Linked DNA regions of Zea mays: region 2 is linked to region 1. Evidence: chromatin contacts called from public Hi-C data. All regions are on one chromosome and are shown on one strand. Each heading gives the region's core, a stretch centred on a gene start, on an enhancer-like site or on the middle of the called end of the contact. The rest is flanking DNA. Distances are from core to core; before and after follow the strand shown. Region 1 holds the start of LOC100216677 (Vacuolar protein sorting-associated protein 20 homolog 2). Region 2 holds the start of LOC100384280 (Actin-related protein 3).

Region 1 (3,371 bases), core at 374-2,873:
TTGCTATCACAATGCCTATACAGTATACGAATTTGCTGGCAAAACAAAACCAAAGGGGATATTTGCAACATCCGATTTGAAGTGCAATTGTATGTATCTTAATAAGGATGCTGTAAATGAAGTTACTTAGAAGAGACAATCCCAACGAGATTGGCAGCGGATTTACTCCAAGTGCATAGTGCCCTATAGAAATGATCAAATGAATGTATACAGGTACAACTAATTGAACTTACATCTTGATAAGCCTTAGCCTCGGCTGTGTCATCCATCAGCTTTTGGACATCATCAATGTTTATCTCATTCTGTATAGACTTCAGGGCAGCATTTCCAGCCTTCAGGCTTTCAAATACAGCCTTTTGTTTACTTGCTAGTTCAATATCTGCCAGCTAAACCAAGCGAACGAAAATACTCTGTCAGGTTATCATACATCAAATTAAGAAACTCAATGCTGCTTAACTTCAATAAGAAATGTAGAACTTCAGCCCTACACGACAATATTTATTAATTGGTATTAAAGAACAATTATTTGAATGAACTACAAACCTGTTGTTCAACATTCATTTGCCATGTGTCAACTTGTTTCAACAGCTCTTCCTGAGCTTTCTTCTTCTTCAGAGCAATCAAAGCTCTGTCTCTCTTCTTCTGTTGAACCAACTGCCGTGCAGCTTCCTTTTCTGCTTCGATTACCTTCTCAAGCTGGAAGGGAAGAGAAGCATACATAAATACACTCCTATATTTTTAGCAGAGGTGATATTGCAATGATTAAATGTGATGAACTGAGGATCATGACCATCTAATCAGGATAGTCAGCACCTGATGACAACATGTTGTATTAAGCTAGAATCAAAAGATGAACTATAACATCCAAGTACATCAAGTTAAACTGTCTGTACTAGCAAGCAAATTTCACAAATCCAACACCAATTATTGTAATACACTGTAAGGTGTGGCGAAAGCAAAAACGAGTCTTGAAATGCGCTCCAGAAACTGATGTATTGATGTCTGTACGAACAAAATTAGCAGTTATAACGTTGATTGGCTGGACTATAGCATGGAATATTACAAGGAGAGAATTTTTCTTCACTCCCGATCACGAGGCATATATATCGACCTGGATCGGTGCTGTGACACGACTCCAATCAGGGCACCCTATGCGAAACCAACCGATCAAGACACGATAATTCCCTGGAAAACTAGAAACTCGCAAGTTACTCCGATTCATCGATCGACGCCGCTCTATCCAACCCCAGATCCCAATTGCCACCTACAGCAGCTCCCGCGCGACGACGCGAGACGGACACCGAATCTGACACGATCCCACGGCGCGACAGAGGACGGCCGGAATTCGACACAAGCGAGGATGACGGACCATCCGTAGCTCACGGCAGGGAAGGGTGCCACGGAAGGGGAGGCGAGGGGAGGGGGAGGCAGACCTGCTGTTGAAACTGGGCGAGCTTGCGGCGCTGCGTCTTGAGGGTGAGGATGGCCCTATCGACGTCAGTGATCTTGGGCTTCTTCACGAAGATGTTCCCCATACTCGCGGTCGGGGTTCCGCCCCCGGCGAGATGGCGTGACGGCGGTGGAGTCGGAGAGGAGGAAAAGGTGGACTGGACGGGGACGAGACGGTCACGACATTTACAGTAGCCGTTCGGTGCCGGCGGGGCAGGGTCTGTGGCCTGGGTCGTGTCGTCCTCTGGCAAGTTGGTTGTTCCGTAACTGTACTTCAGTTTAGACTTCTTTAAAATAGTAATACTTTCAAATATAGAGTTTCTCTAAAATAATATTTTAGTCTCATTGTTATTTTAATTTTACTTTTTTATTTCCTATTACTTAAAATTACATACATTTTTTTATCTTTAGTCTATGAGTTCATTTAATATAGACCTAAACTCCTTGCTAACTTTCGCCCGTTTGCATCTCATTCTGTTTAATAAATCATGGAGGACATTAGAAGTAGTTATGGTAAGTTTTCTATAATTTTAATTAAAAAATGAATTTATAAAAATAAAAATCAATTAAATATATGGTTTAAGGAGACTAGGATATAAAGCTAAGATAATAACCAAGAATTTCACTTATGCGAATAGCTCCTCATTTTCGTTCCCACTACAAAAAAAATCTCGGTGGATCCCCACTAACGTTTACAGGGTATATTTCTTTCTCATTCTTGTTCCTCATCGAAAATTTATCCCACTTAAATTATAATTAAGACATACATCATTTGTTATTAATGTAAAACATTCACTTATACACATTGTAAGATGTAAGAAATTATTATGTGTACATCAAAATAAACATATTTGTGCAATGATTGTTTAGTTACAAGGTAATTATTTATTTTATCATTAACTATTATACGAAAACATCGTCACATATAAGTTTAACGAGTCCTTGCTGGGAAAGGGAATGAGAAATGCTTCTATGTCCTCACCAGAAACTTCTCCATTCACCGCGGAGAATCAAAGATCAAGGCCCTATTGCCATCTCTATATAAAACACATGTCTCATACAACTCTAATTTAATAGCAAATTTTATTTATCTATAAAGTAAAATAAAAATAAACTTGTTTATGTATATAAAGCAAAAAATAATTAAGTTTATCAATAAAACGATGGTAGATGTTTGAGGTGTAGTGGGGTACAACTGAAGGGCAGCTAACGACCGTGTGAGCAAGGCCGGTCCGTGAAGGAGGCAAGCGGTGCGGTCGCCTCGAGCCCCCGGTTCTATGGGGTCCCACCTCCAGTAGGCCAGGTCGGTAGCGTATTACTATACATATTTATTATTAAATTCCAACTAGCACGTGATCCTTGTGACAAATAACTGGTTTAGAGTGCTTGGCCATACAACACATATATTCATGTGTCTCCTCTTCCGTAGCCTAGCACCTAACGTGTGGCGCCATCTATTAGCTGATCGCTTCAAACGAGTTTGTGACGTGCGCCCTATGATTGTGCCTGTGACTATTGCATTAGTTAAAAGAAGCTTTTGAAAATTGAAGTTGCTAAAAATTGAATAAAGTCTAAAATGTGATAAGAATACTAAATAGTTTGGCTACTTTATGTATCGAGATGATATTAGCAGATAAAACTGATATTGATGTCATCGTCAATGACTTCACATTGAGACATGTTAGAAGAAAATTTTAAGGAAGCCATATATTATATATTTTTACTTGAGATGATTATTTCTATAACATTTATTAGCAATATATGTTATGTATGTTATAAAAATACGAGTTTCTACTTTAAGTTTTACTATGAGCCCTTGATTTGTTAGGACCGCGGCTGCACGTGAGAAAGATGTCGAGTCGTGGCGACACTAAGCCTTCAAGATTTTTTTCGTTAGGGCTAGTTTGGGAACACTAATTTCC
Region 2 (3,381 bases), core at 282-2,781, 170 kb after region 1:
AATGTAATTTTCCCCAGGTCCCGTCCTGTGTCTATAAATAGATGAATAGTAACACCATACTGTTCACGATGACTTGTAATCACTCGCACGTCACTCTTGGATTCTTACCTTCTGTCAAGCCAAATGTACAAATGTAATTTAATGTCATTAATGTTTGTTCATGTTCATATAATGAAAATATAGATAATCTGATGATTTTATATGATTATTCATGTTCTTTCTATGTTTCATATGTTCCTGCTTTTATTCTTACATATTGAGATGATGAAGGTATGTTATTCGTAACCTTCGTCTGAAAATCAATATATTTTAAGATAAATAATGCTTTGAAGGACGAATGTCTTTAACCATTAACATTTGTGTTGCCTTGCTCTTAACTAATTGAATTTGAGAGCAAGTGACCAAAATGTGAGCATCTTCTAAACATCTCTACGACTACGAGGATTCTAAGTGAGTTTGCCATAGCGTAAAACAAAATGTCACAAATAGGATTTTCGATAATCATGCGGCATAAATAGTCGTCCCTTCGTACTGTTATTTTTCATTCAGAGTTACTATATGAAGAGTTTGTTTGGATTAGAGAACTTCCATAGGAAATCCAAAAAACCTAATTTCTAAGAAACAACTGTCTTTCAATTTTAAGATACAGATGCTTACGTGCATAGAGTATATATGATTTTATTAAAAGATAAAGATTTGTGCCATTAAAATTAAAACCACATAATATGCATGTATTTGTGTAGGGTTGGACGAAATAATTGTGGCTGGTCTACTCGCTCGGCTTGTGATTATCTTGACTCGGCTTGTTTTATTTTTGTCGCGAGCTAAGCTAGTATCTTAGCTCGGTTTGTTAATGAGTTAGCTCGAGCCGAGTTTGAACCAGCTCGTTAGCTCGAATAAGCTAGCATTTGTCAGTAAACAAATGCTTCATTTGTGTTGGTTAAACTAATAAACGTTGAGTGTTGAATTGATGTGGTATGTGAAATTGTAAATATTTTTAATCTTTTTCTAGTATTAAATTAGTCTAGATTAATTAGAAATTAATTATATTATATATATATATATATATATATATATATATATATATATATATATATATATATATATATTGATTTTTATTGTAGCTTAGCTAAACGAATTCGTTCCAACTTGTAAGCCGAGTCGAGCTCACTCGTGAAATATTCACGTCATCATATCTTTTTGTCACACAAGATCTCTTGCCATCACAAAGATTTGGGCCCACCTTCCAACAGGCAGCGAAACGCCTGGAGAGCGGAGAAAAGCGGACGTGCACGCAGGCGTCGGTGGCGGTGTCGCTAACTCGCCATCATCCTGCACGCCACCAGCGTACCAACCCGAAGACGAACACGCGCACACGCCGCACTCGAACACACACTCGACGCAATGCAACGCAGCGCAGCGTTGTCACAATGTCACGCCAGGACAAATCCAGCGCTCCCTGAAGCAGAGAAAGACCGCGACCAAAAGCAAGTTCGATCTCCGCTCCTCCAGTCTCCACCGCCCGCCAACCCCGAGATATACCTCCCTTCCTCTCGAAGCTTCGTCTCCAGAGTCCAGACGACGTCGCCGGCTCTTCACTCGGCGCTGGTGCTGGTGGTTGCCAGTGGCGGTGGCTGGGTGGCCGGGTGGCGGTGTTGCTGGGATGCCCGCCGCGACGGCGACCGCCGCCCGCCTCCGACTGCCGCTGCCAAAAGCAGCCCACCGCTCGCCCTGCTCGAGCCGGCGCCTCTCCAATTGCCACCGCCACTGACGAGCGACCACACGCTTGGCGCCCGCCATGGACGCCTTGTCCCGCCCCGCTGTTGTCATCGACAACGGCACCGGGTACGACCTCCCTCCCTCTCCCTAGATCTGCGCGCGAAGGCGCGACGACGGTGAGTCACGCTGCTGATCTGCTCCTACTCTCGCTCGCGGCAGGTACACGAAGATGGGGTTCGCGGGGAACGTGGAGCCCTGCTTCATCACCCCCACTGTCGTCGCCGTCAACGATTCCTTTTCCGGTTCAGGCCAGCCGGCGGCGAGGGGCGCCCCTGCCAGGGGGAACTGGCTCGCTCAGCACAGTGCCGGCGTCATGGCTGACCTCGACTTCTACATCGGCCAGGAGGCGCTGGCCCGATCCCGCGCCAGCAGCTCGCACAGCTTGAGCTATCCCATCCGCAACGGCCAGGTGGGCGCTCCAGCTGTGTACTGCCGTGTGCCGTGTCCAGTTGCTGCTGTTTTTTCACGACCTTACTTACGATTGAATTAGGCTGAAATGAACTCTTTCAGGTGGAAAATTGGGATTCTATGGAGAGGTTTTGGCAACAGTGCATCTTCAATTACCTCCGGTGCGACCCAGAAGATCATTATTTTCTTCTAACTGAGAGCCCTCTGACTGCCCCTGAGATCCGGGAGTATACCGGGGAGATCATGTTCGAGACGTTCAATGTGCCCGGCCTCTATATTGCTGTCCAACCTGTCCTTGCTCTAGCTGCTGGGTACACTACAACCAAGGTTAGTCAGCATAGCTTAGCCTTGTTGTTTCTTTAGCATAGGCATGCCTTACGCTAAAATGAATGGCAATAGCATCGAGCAGGCCATGTTTTAGTGTACTTGAAAAATGCTTCATCGCTGTTTTTCTTTCTTCCCTGTTGAGCGATCATCACACTCTTACATTTATGAGAAACTTCATGCTTTGTTTTCAGTGTGAAATGACAGGTGTTGTAGTTGATGTGGGTGATGGGGCTACCCACATCGTTCCAGTTGCTGATGGTTATGTCATTGGGAGCAGTATCAGATCTATTCCAATTACAGGCAAGGATGTTACCCAATTTATTCATCAACTTCTAAAGGTAGCTCCTTTGCTTTCTTGCTGATTGTCACAAGATAATACTGAACTCTCAATTTCTCTAGAGTAGCTTATCACTTTATCAGATGTAAAGAGAAAAAAAGGGCGTACTCAGTGCCGTAGGCTTCCCGCACTGTGCGGGGTCTGGGGAAGGGTATCTTTAAGCGCCAAGCCTTACCCGCATAATATGCAGAGGCTAGGGCTCGAACCCGGGACCTTCCGGTTACAGACGGTAGGCTCTACCGCTGCACCAGGCCGGTAGAAAACAGTACTTTGTTCAACAGAGAATGGAACATAATAGAATTATGAAATTGTTGTTAATTTGGAAATGTGGCTATCATACTGGTATGTTCCTTGCGTAATAATATATCAAACAACAAGCTTCACTTAAACTTCGTTCGAGAAAAAGCTTCACCTTAACATGTTAAGGATAGCCACAGCAAGCAATAAAACCATAGCTGCTCTTTTTAAAAAAATCATAGATCTGTTGGGCTATCACTTGAACTTTGCCTATGATGTGATTTTTGTGAATA

What was found. Hi-C and Micro-C count contacts between places; a contact is called where the count stands out from the background.
Region 2: a contact with region 1 is called in a Hi-C map of endosperm, with 5 times the contacts expected there. The contact joins the promoter of LOC100384280 here to the promoter of LOC100216677 in region 1. A contact is called at or near these places in 5 of 25 Hi-C or Micro-C datasets (ear, endosperm, leaf and 1 more).

Annotation. Positions count from the first base shown.
Region 1 is chr4:136,733,439-136,736,809 of Zm-B73-REFERENCE-NAM-5.0, forward strand. LOC100216677 (Vacuolar protein sorting-associated protein 20 homolog 2) reads right to left here and starts at 1,624. Exons shown (of 6, transcript NM_001143085.1): 1 at 1,434-1,624; 2 at 544-696; 3 at 234-386. The coding sequence starts at 1,535.
Region 2 is chr4:136,901,288-136,904,668 of Zm-B73-REFERENCE-NAM-5.0, forward strand. LOC100384280 (Actin-related protein 3) reads left to right here and starts at 1,532. Exons shown (of 10, transcript NM_001176844.2): 1 at 1,532-1,845; 2 at 1,939-2,188; 3 at 2,290-2,514; 4 at 2,706-2,852. The coding sequence starts at 1,799.